Linked DNA regions of Anas platyrhynchos: region 1 is linked to region 2. Evidence: chromatin contacts called from public Hi-C data. All regions are on one chromosome and are shown on one strand. Each heading gives the region's core, a stretch centred on a gene start, on an enhancer-like site or on the middle of the called end of the contact. The rest is flanking DNA. Distances are from core to core; before and after follow the strand shown. Region 1 has its middle 150 kb from the start of EDN2. Region 2 has its middle 14 kb from the start of EDN2.

Region 1 (6,428 bases), core at 2,761-5,260, 160 kb before region 2:
CAGGCTAAATTCTTCTGGAAATCAACAAAACTTTGAGGTTAGAAACACATCAATTATTTGGTGGTGGTGATGGTATCTCCCCATTCCTGATTTGGGTGAGGGAGTTGTGGAGGTGGTTGAGACACGAGGTTTGAGAGAGAGCAGCCCTCTGCTCTGCTGCCCATCTCTCTGCAGATCACAGATCAGCCACTGCCCCACATTTGGGTCTGGGGTCAGGAGCAAACATTTAGTTCATGGACTGAACCAGGGGCCTCCAGTTGTGGGTCTGGGTTCTCCAAGTTGTACAGACAGCATGTCTCATGGGGCCCTGAGGAATCAGCATGTGCAATCAGAATGCCATTCACTCACGCCGTGAACAAGCATCAGAGGTGAACTCTGTGAGACGCAAAGGACAGGCATTCTCTTTTCCCTTTGAAAGTGAGGCTATGGGAATGGCAGGGGATGTTGTCACTGCTGACCATGATTATGACAGACAAAGGCACTCGCAGATGGCAGCCATTGGCTTTCAGAGGAGGCCAAAACAGGAAGGGTATTGCAGGGTGAAATAAGGGGCTTCAGGGACTGCCCTTGGGGAGGTCAAGCATGTTATGGGCAGCGTGCATTGGAAGGCCTGACCCAGATCTGAGCTACCGAACAGCTTGCAGATAGAGGTCTGGTGCTCCAGACAGCCCTGTCACCCACAGAAACATTCTTGATAAGGACGGGCAATAAAAGCCATGGATGGAAGAAAACATATCCAAGGGCAGAAAGGAAAAAAATAAAGGGAAAAGACCTTGATGTAACATAAACATCATAAAAGGCCATAAAAGAAAAGCAAAGGGAAGTGTTGAGGAGTCTGAAGGTTGGCAGCTAATGTACATAAACAGAAGGAGCCGGTCTGAAACATTCTAGAAAAAAAAGGAAGGTTATGGATGGACAGAACTGTAGATTAGATGAAGTTTAGATGAAAATGAGAAAGGAAATAGATTGACAGATTTGATAGCAGCACTGAGAGCTGCGACTCAGAGCTATGGAGCAAGTGAAAATGCCCTGGTGAGGGACATTTCCAGAAGGCTGAATGGGACTGAGGGGGAGAACAGCAGACAGAAAGCCAGAGTTCTGATCACGAGCAGCTACCATGAGGTGGGAAGGACAGGCTGAGGGCAGATATGCCCCAGCTGTCACACACACCTCGTGCAAAAGAGTGGCCCATGCCTCCCAGGAAAGATACAAAAAGAGCAAGGCAATGGGCAATCTGTGTTGGGACGTGGTTGTGCAAAGCAGGCAAGGCTCAGCCAGCATGAGCTGTGGCAGGAGATCCCTGGGTGAGGGGGAGCCCAGGTGGACTGAGCCCCCCACACACTGCGGCCCCTTCGCTGCCCTCAGCATCCCTCATTGCCAGCAGCAGCAGGGCAGACGTGAAGCAGAGATGTAGAGGAGCCTCCAGGCACTGATGGCATCAGCCTGGAGCCACTGAGAGGTGCTGCTCATGGAAAGAGGGTGGAAGCATCCTCCAGCTGCTGCAAGTGCCAAACATTTCTCATTCCTCATGTGCTCTTATTAACACCTCCACACGCAACAGAGCTGCAAGCAAGGTCTTCCTAAGCTCTGCTAATTATTAAACATACTTCTGTTAAGCTTAACTAGACGTGCTTGTCAGCTGCTGGCAGGAAGAGAATAGTGGGAGAGACTTGTAAACACACTCTGATGACTAAGTGAGAACACTGCCAAGATTTCAAGGCACTGGAGCCTGCTGCCTTCAGGTGTCGTTGTCTACCTTGTGTTTCAGCCTGGCAGTCATGCTGGTCAGGGTGGACTTCTGCATTTCCAGATAAAGCGCAGGAGCCTTGCAGGGACAATTCTGACAAGATTTTGCATTTCAATGTTGTTGTTCTAATATCTGCTCTTGGTCACACTGAGATAGTTCACCAGGACCTTCCCTGCCCTGGGGATGTAACCAGTCTTGGGAGAAAACTACCCATCACAGAGGCTCCTGAAGCTTTCCAAAGTAATGTCTTGAAACCCTTTCTGTCTTTCCAGAGCAAGGAGATCTGGCAGCTAGTTGCACCAGCTGCTACACTAAGGAAGTGGCGTTTAAGCTTGTCTACAACAATCTTCACACTCTTTCAAGGCTGCTTCAGCTGCACTCCCAGCACACCAGCTGCAACATGCTCCTTTATCTCCCTATCTATCATACTTTGTGACAGTGTTCTGCACAGACAGTGCAACTTCTCTGCTTCCTGGTGTTTTTATAGCACCTAAGCACTTGGTCATACAAGATAGGACGGGTGGAGCTATTAGAAATTCTTCTATTCCTATTCAGAAAGAAAATAATAATAATAATAATAATAATAATAATAATAATAATAATAATAATAATAATAATAATAATAATAATAATAATAATAAAGGTGTATATGTTGATGCGCTAGCTAAAAGCTTGTGAACACCTGAAACGCTTCAACTATTAAATCATAACTTCTCTACTGAGAAATGTTGTAAAAAGCATCCTGAAGATACAATTTTTACCCATTTTTGACCAGTATTTCTGAAAATAACTAAAGAAAAATATTTCCTTGGTCTGGCTGTGAGGTCTGGAGAAGGCTTTTTATCCTATCAAATCCACATGTGACACACCTTATTCCTTACTAGCAAGCAGCAGCACAATGAAGAAGGATGGATCTGAGGATGGAGATTTGCTTCCTTCAGTGCTTTCGGCTGCAGACTGCTCTTGGCTCTGTTCCTCCCACTGACCGAAAGAGGCAACGTTCCAGTTTCTCTCTTCCAGGCAGAAGAGAGGCTGAGGAGACAGGTGACAGTGCAATTGAGATATTCTGCTACCAGGTATTGCAATTAGCTTGTCAGTATGAGGTTAAGAGAGAATTGGAGTAGAAATGCTCCCAGCCAAGTTGCACACTTACTGAATGCAAAGCCGGCTACAGAGCAGCACTAAGGCTGGACAAATAGCAAAACAACTCCAGCAGCACTGACCCAACTGGGTTGCACTTCCTGCATATTTTGGGACACCCAATATGTAATATAAATAGCATCTATCAAGCTGCACACTGACCCAGAAAAACAGTAAGACAATTCTGCAAGCTCCTAACATGGCTGAGCAAATGCTGCTGCTGGCACATTCATACTCACAGTTCCTCTATTAAGACATTTAATTTTCCTGCATTTTTACAAACAAACAAAAAAAAATGAGATGGAGAAAGAAATTGCTCTTGCTTAATAATGTTAGCATTTAAATAGCCTTAATTAGGCATGGGATAGATGTGCATGAGCTGTTGCCTGTGTTGCCGTTTTTTTTTACTTTGAGACAATTTCCTGCCAGGGTGGATGACAGAACTGCAGCACAGTTACTTTGTGATAGGAAAAGACAAATTTTATTTTATTTTTTTTTCTTAATATGAAACTTATAATTTATGTATGGTACCAAAACTCAAAGGGCAAACCTGAAAATCATAAGGCCTGCTCCATCCTTTATGCATTTATATTTGTGCCAAGCTAGATAGAGTTCTCTGCAGAGACAACTGCAAATTTTCCATGTAGAAGCCTGAAAGCTGCCTTGTCCTTGCCAAAGCCCCTGGTCAGGGAGAATGTTAACAAGTGTCAGAAAGGGGACACAGGGATTAGGAGGCACTCTGCATGATGCACTCTCTGAAGTGATATGCAAACTGCTTATCTCTCTCTGAAGCTGGCATGTTATACCCCTTCCCCAGAGCAAGCCTGCAGCTGGAGGAGGCAGCCAAATTGGCTTTAACCTTTGGTTCACTGGAAACCAGGCCCCAAGTCCCACCGTACTTCTTTGCCACCAGGGATACGCTGAAAGGCACATCCTTTTGTGAGTGAATGGCACTGATTTAGGAAAGGAGTGGAGGAAGCAGCTGATAACCCAGGGAGCGGTGTCTCTGCTTGGAGCACTGTGGAGGCGGCTGGCAGTCAAAACAATGCCCAGAATGGCAGAGGAGGGCTTTTATTTTAAGGTTACTCTGTGCAATGTCACACAATAATATACACTCCCGCGATAAGGAATGTTAATAATACTCCACTTTCTGCCAAGAATAGAGTCCCTATCTACAAGGCCCACCGCTCTAATCAAGTGAAACAAAGGCAAATATATGGAAACAACAAAACCAGCAGCTCAGGAAGTATTCAAATTCAGGAAAGACTAAATATTTAACTTGTGAGGCCCAATGCATCCTGGAATGTATGGGGCACTCCAGGAATGGCTAGCCATTGTACAGGGGCTGTGATGTAGAGCCCTCTTAGGCAGACCGTGCCTTGTGGGGCCACCAACCTGCCCTGGTCACCTGCAGTGTTGGCACCAGGGCTGCCAGGCAAGGAGGTCCTTGCAGAAGTGAAGGGAGGTATTATTTAATGAAATGTGTCATAGCCAGGTACAGTTCAGGGTTGCATACTCTGCAGCATGGCATGGTGCTGCTGTGCTTGTTCTTGATGTGAGAGAATAGACGTAAATTTCTGGGTGCTCTGTTCTGGAGGTTCTGCAGGTTGTCTGGAGAAAGCCCCTGGCTGCTGGCTGCTGGCTGCTGCTGCAAATATCCCGTATCCAAATTCTCTTCCAGCCTGCTTTAGCTCGCAGCACCCACATTCTTGATCCACAAGGCTTCATCTCTGTGTGACAATATCTCGTGATTACAATGTCATCCAGAAATGAAATCTGGAGTATACTGAACACCAACATATTAAAAATAAGTGTAAAACCAGGGCTCAGACACCTGCAAAGTTTAATTGTTCAGAATCAGCTGGACAGTAAGCTTAGGTAAGCTTAGTGACTCTGGCAGAAAACCCTGTTGTCTGGACCATAATTACGTTTGCATCTATGATGTATGAACCTAATATATTATACCCCACATTTAATACGTGGGCATTTCAAGGGTAAATTGCCCCTGCATTTTATCTAGTCCTATCTCTAGCAGTCCAGCATGAACAGTGTGAGAAGCAGACCCGAAGTAGGCAGCAATACAATAAGACACCTTTTAATTTTTCACTGTTTTTATAAACCCATGCATTTTTTCAGCAAAAGAAAAATAAACTCCTAGTAGTGAGTAGAGTGGATTTTGCCTGCTTTGCAAAAGTTCACCCATTGTTCAAAGCAAATTCTCCTGTCCAACGTAAACAGGGACTCTTAAAAACATTCTCATCCAAAACAATTGCCATGACTTTTGATGTTTTCATCGTCCTCGCTCTCCCCTACTGTTTGATCATTATGTTTTATAATATTTTTTCCCCTTCCTCACAGGCCCTGTTCCAGGTGCCCCTTCTCTGGAATTCATGGCTTCATCATCCAAGCTCTTGTATTCAGTGAGATACAATGGAAAGAATTTCACAGCATTTATTTTGACTTAAGTGGCTCCCCCCTCTTGCCTGTTTACACAGCCTCCTTTCCCTCAAAGAGTTCACAGATCTCCCAGCAGCCAGGCTGAAAGAGCTCGGCTCCAGCAGATCATCTCCTTCCTTTCTAGGAACCCCCTTCAGAGTTCTCCTGCAGGTCACCTCTCCCTTGGCATTCAACACAAAGCTGCTGAACACTTCATCATTATTACTATAATGAGCCTTCAGGATCTGGCTGAGACCATAATGTGTTGGATACTGTACTCGGAGGAAGGATCCTTGTGCCTGAACCCGGCACTCACAATGCACAAGGCATGCAAGGAAACAAGGGAACATGCAGAGCAGGAGTGGAAATCCTTGCACTGCTGTAAAACTCTGCTCTCTCTCCAAGACGGCCTCCCAGAGTTGGGGCGGCCAGGCTTCCTTCTGACCAGCCTCCAGACAGACTCCAAACTCCGTGAGTGAAAGGAGGAAATCCCTATCTATAATAAAGACAAGCCAAAATCAGAATTACTACTCCTTATTAATCTTAAATCCCACTCTTCACTTCTCATGATTATGAGACTAGAATCAGAACCAACCCAAATTTTCAAAGTAAACTCCGGGACTCTGTAAACCAATATTGTTTGGACTTGTTTTATGCTTTTGTTTATTCACCCCAGACATTATCATTTTAAAGCCACACAAGAATGGTCTAACCCTGGGTTATAGGGCTTGGAGTCAAATAGTTTTATTCTGTTCTATCAGAAAAATAATAAAATACAATAAAAATAAAAATAAAATAAAATAAAATAAAATAAAATAAAATAAAATAAAATAAAATAAAATAAAATAAAGTAAAGTAAAATAAAATAAAGTAAAGTAAAATAAAATAAAATAAATAAATCTTATTTAAAATCTTATATTAAATTCAAGGAGGGGTAAGGTGTGAGATCCAGATGGAAGAAGCCCTGGCACTCAGAGCACTTTGACAAACAGTTCTGTTTCTTGCAATCAAAATGTTTCAGTATCTGAAGGTCCAATCCAGCAATGTTTGGGAACACTCACCCTGCTTCTTTTTTTATCTCCTAAACAAGAGAGCAAGTAGACTC
Region 2 (6,339 bases), core at 1,781-4,280:
AGTAGTTTTCATTAGAGAAGCGTGTGTGTGCGCGTGCATGCGCTCCCTCTGTAATAATCTGTAACGAAGTGAACATAAATTGGCTGCCTGTGTCTCTAAATAGCAGTCATTTGAAATCTAACATCGCTGTAGACATTAACAGTCATAACACATACAGAGCTCCATACATGACAGCACTCATTTGTTTCCAAATGCCTCCAGCTGAAAGAGAAGAGGACTGGTGTTTGCAGGTGTACTGTGAGGTTGGGTGATTGTGGGGACAAACTGGTCCCCACAGAGTCAGACACTAAGGAGAAGTCAGGCTTGTGAGGGAAGCATGAGAAACACAGAAAAGTATGTAGGAAGAAGTTGGTGTTCGTGGGAGGCCATGCATGGTTGGACAACAAACTGAAGGTGACGGGGTGTTATCACGCCTTAGAGCTGATTTCTGGAGGAGAGATGGGAACACCTTCCCCTTTATAGTCCCACCAGAGGGTGAGAGTATTGAAATTCAAAGCCAAGGACCTCCACTGGAATGGCATGTGCAGGACACCTTGTCCCTGGAGTCAGCTAGAGCTTTATGCCCTATGAAAACACGGGGAAAAGTTGAGCACAGAGAGGAGTAATGTGTGTTATTACTGTGCTTCAGAATCCAAGATGTTTCCTAAATCAAGAAGGGTGTGAGAATTTGAACAATCTGACTCTACCCAAAAGACTATCCACAGCATCAAAATGACTGAAGAGTTTGGTTAATGCTGGGTTCAGAGTCAAGAGTCAGGGAGCCAGAGTGCCTGGCCATCGGAGGGGGTCTGCCATTGCACTCCAAACCCACGTCCTTCTGAAGTACTGGCCATGCAAGAATCAAAACATTTGAAGTTGTCTATTGCCTTCAAAGATCTGTCCATTGTGCAAAGTTAAATAGTTTGAGAAAAGCTTTTCCAACTCAGCTTTGATCTGACTTGCTAAGATAAGCACAGAAGGTGAACTTTGCCTTTCACTGGTAGCAATGCAACTCTGAGCACAGCTCTGGGTGCTCTCACCACACTCTCAGCAGAACCCAATTCTGTTGCCTGTGCAAAGGAAGCAGGAAAGGAGCCCATCAAGAACAGTTTTTGGTCCTGCTGCTAATGTTTACCGTGATAAGTTATGAGCCAAAAGAGGGGCTGTTAAGTGCCTTGGAGACACAGCTCTGTCTCAATCATCCTCTGCCCTGCTTTTGCAGTTGTTCAATTCACAAAGTTTTTAGGCTCAAACCTTTGTAATTCAGTGCCAGTGAGACAGGCTGCTGTGCACAGCTAATTGCACGCAGCAGCAGATGCCTCATTGTGCTATGGTTGTCTGGACATGATATAGCAAAGCCTTGGTCTAGCTATGTCAGAGGGATGAACAGGCCCAGAAATACTAAGAGGATGATCTGCCCTAGGTTAACGACATAATGAGAGAGGTGTGAAAATTATGAGTTGTGGCAGCCCTGGGAGGCATCTTATTTATCTATGTGGTGACAGATGCCACCTAGGGAAGGGGTACATGTGCTACAGACAGCTATGATGTAACACAAATCTTAGCTAACATTAGGCACTTTTAACAATAACTATTCAGATGACATTTCATGGAGAGCACACATTCCTGCAGGCAGAGAAACTGCAACCGGGAGCGTACTCCACCCAGCTCCACAAAGCAACCCTAAGGCACAAACCTACACAGGCACAAGGGCTTGCCTGCGAAGGGCATGTTGCACCCAGCCCTTCAATGTTTCACGGTGCTTTGTGTCCTGGGCTGTTCCAAAGGCGATTGCACCCAGAAGCTGCAGGCACAATGTCACTTTTGAAGGTACTTCCTCCATGGCCATGTCATGACAAGATAAAACTAGATAGAAAAGAAGGCAAGAAGTTCTAAGGGGGCATAAAGGTGCCCCCCGTGGCCCTTCAAACCAAGGGTTATGAGTGACTGTCCCTGATGTCATGACTTCTGTGGCCATGGAGATGTTATGTTGTTAATGTCCTACATAACCATGGTTTTAGACCAACATCTTCTGGATCCAGTCATCAACAAATGTAACCAGGAGCATTTCAGATCCTCAAAAGAGCCACCCTGTGCAAGCAGAAAAGGAGCTCGGGCTGAGGTACAGTGCTGTTTTGTGGGATACTGGCTTGCTTCAGAAATGCATCAGCATGATAGCAAATCTTATGAAAGTCCTTAAACCCTGGGGTCAGGATCCTTGTGATGCTGTGAGAATCTCAGCTCACATGGTCTGAAAGGAGGTTTCTTTGTGTAGCTGTAAAGTAAAACTGGAAAACAAATCCTGACTCAAGAAAAACAAAATAAAACAAAATAAAACAAAATAAAACAAACAAACAAACAAAAAACACTAACTAAGTGTATAGTCTTCTTCCGTGATTTTGGAGAAGGGGCAGGAAACACACCCTGTATAAGCTGATGACCTGATTATTGTCCAGAGGAGCACCTGAGACTGCTGCAGTGATGCTACTTAGGAATCACCTCTGCAGAAAAACCCACTCTATTCATTATGAAACAGGAGTAAATTATGCAGACATTATGGGGACATTCATGTCCAGCCTGCAACCCCACTGCTGGGCTGCTGTCATGATTGCTGCCTGTCTTCACCTGCACTGGAATCAGGCAGTCATGCGATAGATCTGGAGGAGCTCCCTGCACAGTAGCACCATTCCAACATGATGCTTTGCAGCACGTAGGGTGAAAAGGGACGTGGGATGCTTTCACGGCACCACATTCCTCAACTGCCAAGGAGCAAATACCTCCATGTGGTCAGCCTAAAAAATAATTGATTTTAATCCACTGAGATGCCAGCTTAGTTTGGCCTTGACATAAGTGCTGAGAGAGGATAAAAGCTCCTGGGAGGACAGGCCAGATGGGAGGATTATCTCCATTGTTTTGGGAAAGGCTCTGACTTTACAAACATTCACTCACAGAAATGAACAAAAACATCTTTTGCGGTGAGTGCTGCCTGCACTGAGCCTTCTCCCCAGCTCGCTGATATGCAAATCTCACCACACGCAGCTGGGCTGGAGCTTTGCGGTTGGCAACCTTTCTGTACCAATTTTGGTAATAGCTTTCTACGTGACTGGGGTATGACTAAGCAGAAAGGAATTAGTGTGGACTCTTTGTTCTTGAAGCTCAGTCGAAATATGAACGTGCTGGCCTGACAAAAGCCGGCTCTTTGCATAAAGAAAATAAAGAGGTCTGGAAGGTTAATGAGTGACATAATCAGCTCTCTGGGAAATGCACATAGGCAAGGAATGAAAACAATGTGCAGTGGAGATAATTGATTACCCACAGTGTTGCACTCACCTATGGCAGCATGGATTTCCCTGCATGCTGACTAAAGACAGTGCACAGGGGCCGGTGATGAGGCAAGGATTGCAAAGGGCATCTGGGATCCTCAGAACCTCTGTCATGTTTGGAGGAGGAGGAAGGCTGGCTCTGAAGGTGGGCTTCTGCAAAAGGGCTGCTGAGGTGCGAAGTCTGACAGAAGGGAAGTGTGCAGGAGGAGTGGGGAACGTTGTATCCTTCTTCCACCCTAGGTTATTCTCTGCTGTTAAGGTTGAAATAGATGTAAATTCCCCTTCTGCTTACCAAGTGTTTAACTGAGTCTTCAAAGCTCTTGGTTACTTCCTAAAGCTGGAAAATAGCTCTTCACAAAGGCCTGTCCAAAACAAGTCCTTGCTGTATATTTGAAATAAATGGTGCATGTACTTACTTTCAAGGCTGAGCTGTGCCTCTGGGAGGGGGACTTTCCTTACAGCATCCCTGTGCATCCCTTCCTGCATCCTGTGGTCATGAGCAGGAGGACTTGAGGCACACTTTCCTCTTTCCTAGTTGGCTGTGTCTGAGCAGTTCTCAGCCCCTCAGCTCCATGGCAGGAGCCAACCACCTAAATGTGTGCCGTTACAATGCCCAGAGGTCACAAAGACTAAGTCACACCATTTACCTGCCTTAGGCAGGATCCCAAAATACCCCTGTGTGGTGACGAGGAAGTAGAAGGAATATGACCTGGCAACAATATGGGAAGCCAGGTTAAACCACTGAGCTGTCAAACAAGCGATAGAAAAGACCTTATGACTCACTTTGGTTTAACTAATTATAGACAAGTGTTTCCATGTCATCTGCCTGACATAATGCTGATAGTAATGACCAGATGAATGACTGCTATGTGAGCATATCTTCTACCAAGATGCTGAGCAAGGATATGAAATCCTGCGCATCACTCCCTAGATGCCTGCTGAGTGTAGGAAAAATGTCTGGTCTGGGCATGACCTTCCAGGGCAGTTTTCTATAACAACAAACCAAATCCTCTGTGGGCTTCAGCCAGGCAACCCCATTGCACATGGAACCTCCCATCCTGGGCTGTGGAGACTGTCAAAGATCAAGAAGCCCATGGAAGCTATTTTAACCTAAACACTTCAAAGAGAAAGTGAATACACTGTCAGGAACAATACCTGTGCAAGGGCCAGGGCATTCTCAGTGAATCACGGAAGACACAGGCCTGTGACTGTGGGAAGGATTTTCCTCCATTGCTGTGCAATGGGCAACACACATGGACATGAAGAGTCATGTCCCTGCAGCACTGAGTGCCAAGGCGGCTGGAAGGAAGGACACCATTGTTATCAGCCTGACTTAAAAATTTTGTTTGCTGTTCTCACAAAGAATGAGTAACAGATCATTTTGTTTCCTAAAAGGGTATTAATCACTTATGCCTGTTGCCCCACAGTCTGTTTTCTGCAATCCCTGTAAAACAAGCTTCTAGGTCTGGGAACGTACCTATCTGGGATTTATGTATAGTTATCTCTACCAACATCAGCAAAGATTGCCCAGGAAGTGTCAGCACTGAATTTCACCTCTCTGGCCTGCCACGGTGCTGCTGGAGGAGTGGAACCTCCCCAGCTTCAAGAAGGAGATCATAGTGCTGTCCTTTCCCACAGGGCAAAGGGAGAGTGGTGAGGATGTGAAAATGGAATATAACCAACACAGGGATGGTCATGAGGCTACATGGGGCTTGTATCTGTTGTTTACACTGAGCTTTGATAATATTTGTAACCAGCCTCAAAGTCAACAGGGACATTATGATGCTCACCTCTCAGCTCATGCCCCAGCTATCCATGAAACCTCTCCCATTCATACAGCCTGGAATTGCCAAAACCACCCTCCTGTCAGTGCATGCTCCTGTGCATAGTGGCAAGGAACAATTTCTGAAGGTTTCACCTCCTCGGCAGATGGCTCATTTTTGTGCAAATGAGTACAAGAGTCTTACTCTGGGTCCTTGGTGATGAGGACCTTGAGCACAAAAGTAAAGCAACCAGCAATATACTTTTCATGTTGATGCACAGCAAAAGCCTAGTGGAGGGAGGAAGGGAAAGGTGATCATCATTCCTAGTTATTAATGTTGGAAGGGACCTTTTTAATCATCGTTGTCCAGCTTTAGCCTAGCATGGAGCAGCAAATCTCAACTTGATTCTTACTCTCAGTGGCTTTCCCTTATCTTTATTGTTGAAGATGCCATGTGCAGGGAACATCTTTGCTGTTTGCCTTGCCATGCCTGTTCTTCCTGAGAGAGCAGCTTTCCAGGTACTCAGTCCAACAGCAGTCACCATCAGTAATGCACCAAAGAGAGATCAGTGATTGGGCCTCATCCCCACCAGATAGCTACATTTGGTCAATCCCTGTAGAGGACTTTAAGGGCCTCTGAAGGGCTTTCCTCAGATCTGCCTTCACCCTTTGAAGATGTCTCCTGCATGCCACTCAAGCAAAGGATGATTTGCTTGCACATAGACACCTGAGCTTTCAAAAATAGGTGAGCAGGCAGATAAACTCCATACCTAATAACTATCCAGGATGGGGAGGAGAGCATTTCTGGGTTTGTGCTCCTGCCGTGACGCTGTCAAACTTTATTGGCATGGCAGATCTCCTCTTCCCAGCAGTCACCCCAAGATGAAAGCAGTTCTCCTGCAGGTAGTCATGTCTCCTGTGGGCACTGCAGGAGGCTTCTCTGGCCCCTGGAATGCAAACCAAGGGGTATGAACCAGCCATGCTGTCTTGTTACACCACTTTTCTTCAGCTCATTGAATTATAGTAGGGGGGAATTCTTTGGAGGCTGATAAATGGGAGCTGCTTAAGTCCAAGCCTCATTAATGCCTGAGGTCACAAGATGCTAAGAACAGCAGCTATAGATGAAGGAATCTCAGCAAGATAAATATCAGTCCCCAGGGGATGCCTAAGGAGACAGAAGCATACTGGGATCCTCATAAATGCATATCCGAAGTTTTTTTTTGCTCCTGTTTGCAGTCTGCTGTTGGGACAGTCACCGTGCCCTGGAATGTGGTC

Evidence for each region. Hi-C and Micro-C count contacts between places; a contact is called where the count stands out from the background.
Region 1: a Hi-C map of small yellow follicle shows a contact between it and region 2, with 4 times the contacts expected there. The contact joins two enhancer-like sites. A contact is called at or near these places in 2 of 8 Hi-C or Micro-C datasets (F5 follicle and small yellow follicle).

Annotation. Positions count from the first base shown.
Region 1 is chr24:6,323,388-6,329,815 of IASCAAS_PekinDuck_T2T, reverse strand. No RefSeq gene overlaps it. Among named protein-coding and RNA genes, the nearest start is that of EDN2, 150 kb to the right of the region's middle. Within about 2 kb of position 4,010, at least 4 of the 8 cell types and tissues checked have an H3K27ac peak or open chromatin away from gene starts, as enhancers often do. A contact at or near this core is called in F5 follicle and small yellow follicle, where this site is marked.
Region 2 is chr24:6,159,727-6,166,065 of IASCAAS_PekinDuck_T2T, reverse strand. No RefSeq gene overlaps it. Among named protein-coding and RNA genes, the nearest start is that of EDN2, 14 kb to the left of the region's middle. Within about 2 kb of position 3,030, at least 5 of the 8 cell types and tissues checked have an H3K27ac peak or open chromatin away from gene starts, as enhancers often do. A contact at or near this core is called in F5 follicle and small yellow follicle, where this site is marked.